Regions from separate parts of the Mus musculus genome. Here regions 1, 3 and 4 are each linked to region 2. Evidence: chromatin contacts called from public HiChIP or PLAC-seq and promoter capture Hi-C data. All regions are on one chromosome and are shown on one strand. Each heading gives the region's core, a stretch centred on a gene start, on an enhancer-like site or on the middle of the called end of the contact. The rest is flanking DNA. Distances are from core to core; before and after follow the strand shown.

The links. Promoter capture Hi-C pulls out the DNA fragments that hold promoters and counts their contacts. HiChIP or PLAC-seq counts read pairs in DNA pulled down with a chosen protein or histone mark.
Region 1: a promoter capture Hi-C map of embryonic stem cells shows a contact between it and region 2, with 4 times the contacts expected there. The contact joins the enhancer-like site here to the promoter of Purb in region 2. A contact is called at or near these places in 6 of 39 promoter capture datasets (the 3T3-L1 cell line, the C10 cell line, embryonic stem cells and 2 more) and 1 of 115 datasets of contacts at active chromatin or transcription factors (differentiating embryonic stem cells).
Region 3: an H3K4me3 HiChIP or PLAC-seq map of embryonic limb bud shows a contact between it and region 2, with 7 times the contacts expected there. The contact joins the enhancer-like site here to the promoter of Purb in region 2. A contact is called at or near these places in 5 of 39 promoter capture datasets (the 3T3-L1 cell line, 3T3-L1-derived adipocytes, cranial neural crest and 2 more), 4 of 115 datasets of contacts at active chromatin or transcription factors (embryonic limb bud, embryonic stem cells and pro-B cells) and 1 of 9 other capture datasets (embryonic stem cells).
Region 4: a contact with region 2 is called in a promoter capture Hi-C map of liver, with 4 times the contacts expected there. The contact joins the enhancer-like site here to the promoter of Purb in region 2. A contact is called at or near these places in 5 of 39 promoter capture datasets (the 3T3-L1 cell line, 3T3-L1-derived adipocytes, cranial neural crest and 2 more).

What each region holds. Positions count from the first base shown.
Region 1 is chr11:8,588,097-8,591,037 of GRCm38.p6, forward strand. The region is part of intron 3 of Tns3 (tensin 3); the gene reads right to left. Among named protein-coding and RNA genes, the nearest start is that of Tns3, 75 kb to the right of the region's middle. Within about 2 kb of position 1,520, at least 159 of the 459 cell types and tissues checked have an H3K27ac peak or open chromatin away from gene starts, as enhancers often do. A contact at or near this core is called in embryonic stem cells, liver and trophoblast stem cells, where this site is marked.
Region 2 is chr11:6,474,454-6,477,481 of GRCm38.p6, forward strand. Purb (purine rich element binding protein B) reads right to left here and starts at 1,623. Exons shown (of 1, transcript NM_011221.3): 1 at 1-1,623. The coding sequence starts at 1,433. The coding sequence ends at 459.
Region 3 is chr11:8,655,847-8,658,950 of GRCm38.p6, forward strand. All of the region lies in intron 1 of Tns3 (tensin 3), which reads right to left. Among named protein-coding and RNA genes, the nearest start is that of Tns3, 7.1 kb to the right of the region's middle. Within about 2 kb of position 1,370, at least 70 of the 459 cell types and tissues checked have an H3K27ac peak or open chromatin away from gene starts, as enhancers often do. A contact at or near this core is called in embryonic limb bud and hippocampal neurons, where this site is marked.
Region 4 is chr11:8,508,332-8,511,331 of GRCm38.p6, forward strand. All of the region lies in intron 16 of Tns3 (tensin 3), which reads right to left. Among named protein-coding and RNA genes, the nearest start is that of Tns3, 150 kb to the right of the region's middle. Within about 2 kb of position 1,725, at least 13 of the 459 cell types and tissues checked have an H3K27ac peak or open chromatin away from gene starts, as enhancers often do. A contact at or near this core is called in liver, where this site is marked.

The sequences.
Region 1 (2,941 bases), core at 270-2,769, 2.1 Mb after region 2:
TCCAACTCCTCTTGGGTCAGTAGTCTCAACCTGCTGTCACTCATTAATTCATTCCTTCACACACTAGTCATTCACAATGGTTAATCAAATACCATATTTCAGGACAGGACAGTCAACCATTAGTAAGAAATTGTAGTGTCTTCCGGAATACAACTTAAATCAGAACACTAAGGGAAATTTTCTTTCAAGACATTTTTGTACAAAGTGTCTAAGAATGATGTAATGTAAAATAAGTAAATAAATAAGAAGTAATGACAGCGCAATGGTTAAGAGCACACACTGCACTCAGAGAGGAAGAATCTGAGTTCAGTTTCAGCAGCCATCTTCCAGTTACTGCCTCTTACTTTAGCTCCACAGGATCCAACACTCTCTTCTGGCCTCTGCTGGCACCTGCACTCACATGTGCATACACACAGACATGTACAAGGACTCATAGTGAAAGATAAAACACGTCACTTAAAAATTAAAATAAGGGCTAGGCGTAGTGGTACATGCCTTTAATCCCAGCACTCGGCAGGTGGATTTCTGAGTTCGAGGCCAGCCTGGTCTACAGAGTGAGTTTCAGGACAGCCGAGGGCTACACAGAGAAACCCTGTCTCGAAAAAAAAAAAAAATTAAAGTAAGGGCTGGAGAGATGGCTCAGAGGTTAAAAGCACTGACTGCTTGCTCTTCCAGAGGTCCTGAGTTCAATTCCCAGCAACCACATAGTGGCTTGCAACCATCTGTAATGGAATGCAATGTCCTCTGCTGGTGTGTCTGAAGTCAGCTACAGTCTGAAGATGAGCTCTCATGAAGATGTACTCACATACCTAAAGTAAGTAAATACATCTTAAAAAAAAAATTAAAGTAAAAGTTACCATAATTTTTATATCTGACTAGTTAAATCTTTATTTCATATATTCTGCAAAGAGTCCCCACCTCACACCATGTGACATTAACCTAGCATCCAACACTTATCATCCACCAGTGTCCTCACAACGCTGTCCAGGCCACCTCTGTAGGACATCACACTCACAAGCCACCTCTGCTCCACCTCATCAGTACTCCAGGCCTAAGATGTCCCCAGTAAAGGACCCCACAGAGGGGTTAGAGAGGGAGCAGAGGGCTGGCCTAGCAGGTGGGGGTTCTGGGTTCAAAGTTCAGCACGGCTGAACTGAAACAAACAATAAACATGCCCTTCACTTCTCCTCTCCTGACCCCATTCAAGGCCTTCAAGATCAGAGCCTCCAAAGGATCCACCAGCTAAGCACGGGACCCTTCAGATTCAAAGGAGGGCAATCTACAGTAAGACTGGAATTGCAGATTTTTACCCTACATTCTACATTCCATTCATTCGGATCTTCCAGCCTTCCTTAAGGCTCAGCAAGTATTTATTGTCCCTAAGATCCGGTAAGCAGGGAGATGCTTAGTAACAGGAAGACTAAAACCTGTAATCCTCCAATGTCCTCCCCTGCTCACCCACCCACTTGTTCAGCAAGTCTTGGGGAATTCTCCGGTGGTGAGTCAAAAGTCTGGAAACACACAAAAATGAATTCAGTCGGCTGCCCCTGGGAGGTGGAAATAAGGAAGCTCTGGGCTCTTTCTGTGTTCAGGGGACCGTGGGGGTGGCCACTTCCTGAATCCTTGCCCAAAATTAACAGCTTTACAGAAGTGGCAGAGCCTTGTCAACAGAAGCTTGGTTTCGCAAGTTAAAATGCGGAGAGGACTGGTGTGTGCAGTCAGTTCAGCCCTGCTTCTAAAAGAGGTGTGTGTGTGTGTGTGTGTGTCTGTCTGTCTGTCTGTCTGTCTGTCTGTTGTCCCTGTGTAGGTGGGGTTGTTTCTCTTCCAAACTCTTACTCTAGAAGTGGCTGAAGAAGAATTCAGTGGCAGCAGGACAGAAGAATTCAGCGGCAGCAGGACATAAACCTCTACATGGAATACACCCCATCTAGAGGAAGGTCACCCTAGAGACCACCACGAACTGGCCCCGAGCACATACAGTCATGACCAACCACCAGCTGGCTGTCCAGAGGCACACCTGGCAACAGCACAGGGTCGTGTTGGGGGGGAGGGGGTGGCTGGGAAGCAAAGTGAAGTATCTGAAAGTCTTATAAGGATGAAGACACAGGGGCTGGAGAGATGGCTCAGTGGTTAAGAGCACTGACAGCTCTTCCTGAAGGTCCTGAGTTCAAATCCCAGCAACCACATGGTGGCTCACAACCATCCTTAATGACATCTGACGCCCTCTTCTGCTGTGTCTGAAGACAGCTACAGTGTACTTACATATAAAAATAAATAATAAATAAATCTTTTTTTAAAAATCTGCTTTGCTTGAAAAAAAAAAGGATGAAGACACACAGAGATAACCTAAGGACAAGCCTATAAAGATACCACCAAGGTCCCCTGCCCAGGCAGGACAGAGAAGTACTGTTAGGGTAGGAGAAGGTGCTCAGAATACCTCTCCCCACCTAAACTTCGGCTCTGGAAGACAATACTGGGAAGATACTAGAAGAGCCCTGAGTGGACCAGAGATTCTCAAGACTTTCAGAACTTCTCTGACATGTGCGACATGTGCTTCCTTGGTAGGTTCCACCGTTTCTCAAATATGTACAAATAACAGCCCAGGGGGCCTCTCCGTTGGGTGTTCCTCTGCCTGTGCCCAGCCTGAGGGGCTAGAGGTAAAGGAAAGAGTGGGTAGATAGACTCCCTCACTTGTAAAGACCGTAAGTAGGGGGCTGGAGAGATGGCTCGGTGGTTAAGAGAACCGACTGCTCTTCCAGAAGTCCTGAATCCAAATCTCAGCACCCACATGGTGGCTCACAACCATCTGTAATGGGATCTGATGCCCTCTTCTGGTGTGTCTGAAGATGGCTGCAGTGTGCTTACATATAATAAATAAATCTTTTTTAAAAAGACCACAAGTGGAATCTGGAAAGAGAAGAAACAAGAGGTGTCAACGGAC
Region 2 (3,028 bases), core at 373-2,872:
GATAGTAGTGAGGCCTGGAGGGATCCTAAGACCAGATTACCCAGGAAGAACACAAATTCAGCTATTCCCAATGCATGAGTCTGGGTAACCCAGGTGTGGTTTTGGTCCCAGACGCTCGAAGATCTATCTATCCCTTCCAGTGTTTTCCTGATGAATTTCCGAACCTCGGTTTTAAACAACAGAAGCTGAGACTCTTGCGCAGGTGAGGAGATGCTGCTCCTCTTTGCAGGTTGCTGGCAGTTCCTTGGAACTTAACTGCTTTTCTCTAATTGTCTGTGACTGTTTTCTTATGGTTATTTCTCTTAACTATATTATTTTATTTTTTTTTTTGTTTTCTTCGTCTGCGGCCTCCCCTGATCCCTCTCCACTAGCTCACTGGGGACGAGAAGGAAAGGGCGCTCTCTAGCCAAGGGGATGGTGGTGGGGTTGGGGGAGGCCGGTACGGGAAGCTGCCTGCTTCAATCCTCATCCACTTCCTCACCCTCCGACTCGTCGCCGCCACCGCTGCCCCCGCCGCGTCGCTCGTAAAGCTTATCCCTCTGTCGCTCCTGGATCTCTTTCATTTCATCTGCATACCGACAGAAGGCGCCTCCAAACTTGCCCCAGGCCTTGAAGGGCACGGTGATGGCATTGCGGTAGGACGGCTTCACCTCGCTCACTCGCAGGAACACCCCGTACTTGTTGCAGCCGACGTCGAAGAAGAAGCGCTTCGAGTCCACGGTGATGGAGGTGCCCTCCGGGAGCTCTCCGTACAGGCCGCCCCCGGGGCCGCCGGCGCCGCCTCCCGGGCCGCCGGCCAGCTCGTCCTCGTCGCCCCCGTAGTCGTCGATGAGCTTGGCGAGCGCGTCGCGGAACTCGATGAGGCCCTGCGCGGGCAGCGCGATGGTCTGGCCGCTCTGCAGGCCGCCGGGCCCGGGCCCCCCGCCGAAGCCGCCGCCGCCGCGGTTCACCGTCTGGCGGATGCGCAGGAAGCGGCCGCGCTGGTTCTCCTTGAGGTCCAGGTAGTACTTGCGGTTCTCGCGCACCAGGAACTCGCTCTTGAGCGCGCGGCGCGGCCCGCCGCCCTCCTCGGCGCCCGCCGCCAGCTGCTCGGGGCTGCTGGGACCCAGCTGCGCGTAGTGCTCGATGAAGTCGCCCAGCGAGTCGCGGAACTCGGCGGCCACCGCCATCGACAGCGTGAGGCGGCTCTTGGAGCCGCCCGCGCCCACCTCGGCGATCTTGAGGAAGCGGCCCTTGGCGTTCTGCTTCACGTCCAGGTAGAAGCGCTTGTTCTGGATGTCCAGCCGCTTCGAGGCCAGCTCCTGCGTCTCCTGCTCGCCGCCCGGCCCGCCACCGCCGCCGCCGCCGCCGCGGGGCGCGGGCTGGAAGCCGCCGGGCCCGCCGCCGCCGCCGCCGCCACCGCCGCGCTCGCTGCCGCTGTCGCCGTCCGCCATCTTCTCGGCCGCCGCCTCGCCGCCGCCGCCCGCTGCGCTCGCGCCCCCGCCCTCCGCCCTGCGGCTCGCGCTCCGGGGCCCCCCAGCCTCGCCCGCCGGCTCCTCACGCGCGCCCGCCGCTCATCGCCGGTCGCCGCCGCCCCCCATCGCCTCCGCGCCCCGCCCCCGCGGCTTCCGTGCGGCACGGCCCGCTTCCGGCGCGCGCCTCCCGTGACGTCACTCCGCCCCGCCCGCCGCCGCCTCCCGGCCGGAAGACCCACACACACCACGCCGGCGGGGCGCAGAGGTGACGTCGCTGGCCGCGCCGGCAAGGCGTTCTGCGGCTACCCCGGGCGAGCCTATGTTTCTGTCCGCTGGTTTTGGGGTCCTCTTTCTTGATGCTTTACTGACGCTCCCGGTTTCAGAGGGTTTAGTGTGTGACTAGATGACTCTGTTGCTTTGGGGCTGTGGGAAGGCAGAACGTTTTGCCGAGAAGCACATGAATTATTCAACAGTGGAGCCAATCACCTCCTGGCGCCTGGGAAAGCAGAGAGACAGGAAAGGGCCAGGGGCTAGGGATCTTTCCAGAGCATACCCCAGTAACCTGTTTTCTCCAGTGAGATCCTACTTCTCACTAATGCTACTAGATTATTAATCCTCAGGGACGAGTACACTGATTAAGTCGGACTCCTAACGATTGGATCTAGCAATCCTTCAGTAAATAAGCCCGTGTTTCTAAAACAAAGAAACCAGAATACCATCTTATTTTATAAACTCCCTGAATGGAGTTCACACAAATAACTTTTGGGTTTTTTTTTTTTTTACAATTGGGTGTTTTTAATGATAGGATCTCACTAAGCTATATTGGCTTAAACTTGAGTTCTTGCATCAGTTTAATATTCGTTAACCAGGTTCCTCTAAAGTGTTGTTTTTTTTTTTTTAAAGATTTATTTATTATTATATGTAAGTACACTGAAGCTGTCTTCAGACACACCAGAAGAGGGAGTCAGATCTTGTTACGGATGGTTGTGAGCCACCATGTGGTTGCTGGGATTTGAACTCTGGACCTTCAGTCGGGTGCTCTTACCCACTGAGCCATCTCTCCAGCCCTAAAGTGTTTTAAATTTGTTTCTGTGTGGCTATACATGTACGTGTATGTGGAGGCCGGAAATAGAGTGTTTGTGTTACTCTCCACCGTATTTTTTGTGAGTGGGTCTCTGGCTGAACTTAGAGCTCACTGAATTGATCTAAACTGGCTGTCAGTGAGCCCTAGGGATCCCCCACCCCCACCCCCTGCTGCACCCTGCTCTTTTATGCAGCTGCTAGGTTTTCAAGCTTGTGTCTTAATGCTTGTGTGATGAGCAGTTAACCGCCCCTCTAGCCTGTATTCTGCCTGATGGGCCAGCTTTGTTATTTTGTTTCCGCTGAAATTTCATTTGCATCTAAGCCTAGAGTCTTCTCTTGTAATTTTTTAGTAAGGACATATTTTTGAGTGGTTTTATGGTTTGATTTTTAAGTATAGGACTATGTTTATCTGAAATATATCATGATGTCTGGGATGAAGTAAAGAATCTAAGGAATTTCCTTCAAATGACTAACCCATTGTCCCAGTACTA
Region 3 (3,104 bases), core at 120-2,619, 2.2 Mb after region 2:
TTCCTCTTCTCCCATGCCCCAATCATCCCTTATGCTTCCTTTTCTGGGAGAATGATGAGGATCAGGCTTTCCACAAGCCAGCAAAAAAATGATACCCGATCTTGCTTTGCAGTCTGCATCCTCAGAACTCCGCCTCCCACCCTGAAGGTCCCAGTGGCCCACCTTCCCTAAGGGTCCACCAACTCCCTGAGATCAGTGGGTACTGGTGCAGATTTGCAAACCACATTACCGCCATTGTGGGGACCTGCCCTATGCCTCATCTCATTCTAGTTGATAAGTACAATCATCTTCCTGAGTTTTCCCATTCTTCTTCGCCTTGTGCAATTTCCCTTGGCTATTGCAGGTAGTTGATCCACACTATCAAGCCCCCACGTGGCCCCACCTCCTTCAACGTCTTAAAAATAAGCCAGAGGGCTGGTGAGATGGCTCAGCGGTTAAGAGTGCCGACTGCTCTTCCAAAAGTCCCAAGTTCAAATCCCAGCAACCACATGGTGGCTCACAACCATCTGTAATGAAATTTGATGTCCTCTTCTGGAGTGTCTGAAGACAGCCACAGTGTATTTACATATAATAAATAAATAAATAAATAAATAAATAAATAAATATAAAAAAAGAAGAAGAAGCAGCCAGAGATGACCACCCATGTAGACCAGCCTTTTCTCCCTCTCCCTAGGGCCCACAGTCCCATCTGGCCTAGGAGCCTCAAAAACTCTGGGTGAACCTGAGGATGAGTGGTCCCTCCTCCTTCCAAACCTGACCAGTGATGCCAACAGTCACACTGGGAAGGGGACCAGCAAATCTGGCTCAGTTTGAGTCTGGTTCTGTGTGTTCCAAGAGGGACGGGCAGCCATTTGTTGACACTCCTTAGAATTGTGAATACATTCTTAGAGGGTAAAAATTAACCAGTGCCAGCCACGAAGAGTGTCATGGCTCTTGCTGCTGCTCCCAGCAAGCTCCCTGTACTGATCAGAAAAGCTGCCTCCTCCCAGTGACTCGGGGGCCTCCAGCACCATTCAACAGAGCCAAAACAGAGCAAGCTGGGCTCTGCACTATTCCCTCCAAAGCTCGGCTGAGGTAACCCTGTGTAATTGCACTCGTAGATCATAAGTGCTGGCATGTGGTTCCCAGGCTGAACCATTTACCCAAATTAAAACCATTCTCCTGAAACAAAGTCAGACCCTTTTAATTGAAAATAAAACCAAGCAGCCCTAGAGGCGCTTACTTGAGCGCTCTCTCTCTCTCTCTCTCTCTCAAAGACATTCTTCCTTCTTTCTCCTTCCATTAATCACCAAGTTTATGCAATCTGTCAAAATAGCTTGGTAAGAAGCTTCCTTCCTTTCCTGCAGGCCTGGTTCGTACCCTGTGGGTGCCAACCAAGAGCTGGAGGGCATTGCGAAGCCAGTGATCATACAGTGTCTTAGCTGCAGTCTGGCCATGTCAAGGAACCCCAAAAGGCTGCAGTTGCTTCTGGGTGTCTAACCGAAGAACAGCGATGAGGGACAACACGGCCAGGTCCCAATAGCATCATCTCTCATCACCCAAAGGTGGAAGTTGCCCAGGTGTCATTAACTGACAACTGGATCTGTAAGACACAGTGGATCCACACTCGAGTACTAAGTATTAAGTACTGGACTATTAAGCCTGAAGAAGGAACGAATGGAAAGAGAGAAGGAAGGGAAGTCGACATGCACTCTACCACGGATGATCCTTTAAAGCATTATGCCTGTCACAGAAAGGAGAAATTCTGGCTGGTTCCACTTACAGGAGGACCGCAGGACAGAAATTAAAATGACAGTTGCCAGGAGCTTTGGGAGAGGAACAGGGAGCCATTGTAGTGTTGCAAGATGCGGGGTTCTGGAGAGCCATGGACAGATGGTCGCACAGCAATGTGGATGAATGTACTGAGAAGCTCAGAGCAGGACGTTGTTAACAGCTAAAATGCTAACATTACATCACATGGAGTTTATCATAGAAATCTTCCTAGGAACATGACTAACTAGGGTCCACCCAAAAATCTACCTGCAAAGATGTACACCATTTACGACCAACAGAGAGAGACAGACAGCTGAGCCCCACTAGCCACACTAAATGCACATACTGTCAATAGCAATCCAGCTTGCACGGTTATTTTCAAACTGGAAAATGCTTAAGCTGCCACAGTGTTCTTTTTAAAGGATCTGGGCTTGGTCAATTCAAAAGGCGCAGGAAATACAAGGCGCCCACCAGTGGACTCAGGGTTTCTGGGAATTGTGTTTTAAACATCCCTGCAAGGGCCAATAGACTATGATTTTATTAGAAGCTGGTGGAACTTTCAGGAGACCAAGAGGGAAGGCAAGTCACTGCAGGTGTGTCCTTGAAGGGGATATTTGGGACCCTTTCTTGTTGGCTTTGTTCCCAGGTTGCCAGGAAGTGAACTCCCTGCCAAGCTAACTGCTTCCTTCCTACAGGCTTAAAAGCAAAGACGCTGACTGACGACTGACTATGGACTGAACTCCCGGACCACATAAGCCAAAATGAAATGTTCCTCCCTGTCACAGACTTCCTTGGGTTTGTTTGCACTAGGACGGAAAGCTGACCGAGAGGATGCCAAAATTCCTTAGCATTTTCCCAAGCTACAATGATGGCAGGTTTTATAGAAACATAGCCCAAAACGCAGCTAGATAAAAACCTCATCTATTGCCTCAAGGGTAAAACTGAGGAGGATTTGAAAACACATTCCCAAACAGCCCCCGAGCGCCAACCCAGCCCCCACCCATATGTGAACCACCTATCTATGAAGCCTGCCTTTCCTCCACCCCTGAGCACCTGACTCTATAGGTGTTTTCACAGGCGTCAAACTGAACACACCTGTCCCTATCACTGGGATGAAGCCATTTATCATTCTGATCTCCCTGTGGAAACCTGCCCTCATTGTAGCTTGGGAAAATGCTAAGTGTCTCCTCCCAGGCAGGGGGGTCTTACAACACCTTCAAACCAGGAAATTCTTCCAGTCACAGGCCAGGAGCTTCTCAGACCCATTCAGAAGGAGAATTCAGCACAACCAATACTCTGGTTGGATCTGGAGCCAGCAAGCAGCAAGGGTCACAGTCACACAGGACCCTGCT
Region 4 (3,000 bases), core at 475-2,974, 2.0 Mb after region 2:
GGTCCCTGGATGCATAACATTGAATATAGCCATTAAAATAACCTTGAATCTCTAATAGCTTGGTGGCCTAAAAGAGAGGGGGGAAAAAAGTCTTACAGTCCAGGAGTCTTATAATCCAGGCTCAATCTAGTTCAAGGGCAAAGCACACTCCCTGCCTTGACCTTTCCTTCTACCCTCATGCCCAGCCCTTCACAGGACCCATAAGACTCAAAACTATTTTTATTCTCTGTCCTGGAACCTATAGGGGGAAGCAAGACTGTTTAAATACTGCAGGGTGTGTTTGATATCACAAGTCTTGTGTGCAAACCTTAAAAAACAATCTCAACTCTGAGATACCAGAAAAAGGCACACAGGGCAGTGGTTTCCAACTGCCAATGACTGAGCTCAACCTTCAGATAAAGTTCTACGTAAGAAGCCAATATGAAGACTATAAAGAGGTAACGGTGGGACCAGAGGCTGAGGGAGGGCTTGCATAGGAGGCAGGATGGAAAAGGGATGCCCTTTAAGTATCAGCATGAGGTCTCGAAGCTGCAGAACTAAAGTCAGAAAGCCACTGGCCCTGGAAATGTCACTGGTCCAAAACAACTCCACCATCATCAGCAGGAGACGCTTCCATAAGACTAAGCATGTTGGTCCCCCAGTCCAGAGCTTCAGGGCACAGGGAGCTAGACATGTAGCTCTGACAAGCAAGGCAGGGTAAGGATGCTCGGCTACACAGAAGACCTGTCTGAAAAGACTGTTCTAGATGAACCTTTTGTTTTTTTAAAGCTCCTCCCTTTGCCCTTAAAATGCATTCACAGACAAATTTTCTCTCCCTTGACTCCTTAAAAGAGAAGAGTGCACAGGCCATAGCCCCACAGGCTTGATCTCTATTCCTTTCTTGGTACATTTTAAATCTCCAAGAGAAAAGAGGGGACTACCATTCAGCCAAGTGTGAGAGGAAGGGGTGGATGTTCCAGGGGTAGGAACACATGAGCTAAATACACAAGGGGAAGAGCCACTAATCACAGCTTCCTGTCTCTGCTGTTTTACATCCCATGGACCAAATACTGTAGTCAAAAGCTTTCCCGGACTTGGCAGAACTGAGAAACACAAGACCTCAGGCTTTGTAGAAATAAAGCTGCAATCTCACATCTCCCTGGCATTGTGAGGGATGGTACTCCCATGGAGGACGCAGAAGAGAGCCAGGCAGGTGGACCTGCGACATCACTGGGCAGCCATTTGTACCTTAATGGAAGGAAATGGTGGGAAGTCACAACAGCAGAGTTTCCATACAAGACTTGAGGTGTGAGAAAAGAAGCTGTATGGAAGGAGCAACAACCTGGCTCCAATCTCAGGAAAGACAATGAAAGGCAAAGCAAGAACTTAGCTGCTATTCCCACAGGTGCGACTGGAGTGGAAAGGTCCCCAGCCCCGGGGATAGAATACAAGGCTAAGACTGAGTCACTGTGTGTGTTAGCTAAGAGGGTGAGGTCATCAGAGAAAGCTAGAGATGCAGTCCGTGACTGCGATGCAGAGGGGAAACTGGCGTGAGAGTGATGTTGCATGACAGCTGGACTACAAAGACATGGAAACTGTAGTGGGACAGATGGACCACCCCAGCCTCCATCACCTGCCAAACTCTCATGATGCGCCCTCTGGAAGGTAGAGTGAAGCACCCGAGGGTGTTTCAGGAGATGGTGCTCCTGCTTCCTCCTGGGAGGGAGACCTCAGGAGAGTGCATAGGCTGGAGACTGAGAGGTGAGGGCAAAGGTCAAATCCACTGAAATCTCAGTGCCACCTCTCTATCCTGGGGCCATCACTTCAAAACTCATAAGATTCTTGCAACACTACAGAATGACACACATTTTCAGACAGTTTTTCTAGCACCACTTGGGAATTAAAACAACAACAGCAGCAACAATAATAATAAAAGTCTTCTTAATGGGATGGAAGCCAGGGCCTGGCACTTGTCCTTTGGCAGCATCGACATCACACTTTCTTTCCCAACAGGTTCCATCCATTTTCAAAAGTCAATAGTCCATGACTGGATTACAGCTCTGAATACTGAGCAGAGGCTTCCCAGGGGTCAGACAGCTATTGAGAGCCACTGCCCTCAGCTTTGTCACCCTGCACCTAAAAGTGCCACACAACTGTTACATCACAGAGTCAATGAAAGGAGACCTTTGGAGCCTGGGTGGCAGCAGAGTGTGGCCTCAATTTATCAACAAGAGGAGGAGCTCTTTAAGAGTAGGATTGGCTACCCATAGGGATCATTGTCCCTTAACAGCATAAGGTGTTCCGTGAAGTGCTTTTCACCTAACCAGCTCAGCAGGCAGGACTCAGAAAGGGCTGAGTGTACAAAGGGCTGAGTGTACATTAAGAACGCTGTCATAATAAAAAGAGTGATTGTAGTAAGCACAAACAAAAATTAAGTTGAGAGATTTTTAAAGGCAGAGTTCTCACAGACCATTCTGATCCAAATACAGAAGACTATGAAGTATAGACAGGCACAAGGGCCCTGCCACAGTCCTGGCTGGAATGTGAAACGTCCCCATTTGTTCACGTTTAACTCAATTCATACTCGTACCACTGTTTTGAAGGTTGGGAACCCTATGGGTGGTGGGGATGGATGGATGGATGGATGGATGGATGGATGGATGGATGGATGGAAGGATGGTAGGATGGATGGATGATGATGGATGGATGGATGATGGATGGATGGATAGTTGGATAGATGAAAGTAGCTCACTAGAGGTTAAGTCTTTGAAGGTTATATCTGCCCTGGTTCCCATCCATATTTTTTGCTTCTTGCTGGATGCCACAGAAACAGCCTTATGCAAGCTGCCATCACCAGTCTTCCCTGTCGGAATGGACTGAGAACTCTCTGCAAGTGGGAGATGAAATAAAAAAACCTCTGGGGCTTTATGCTGCTTCTGCTGGGCATTTTACAACAGGAACAGGAAAGCTAACTGACCCAGCAGCACTATATAGAAAGTTCTTCCATAGCTTGCCTGCCCT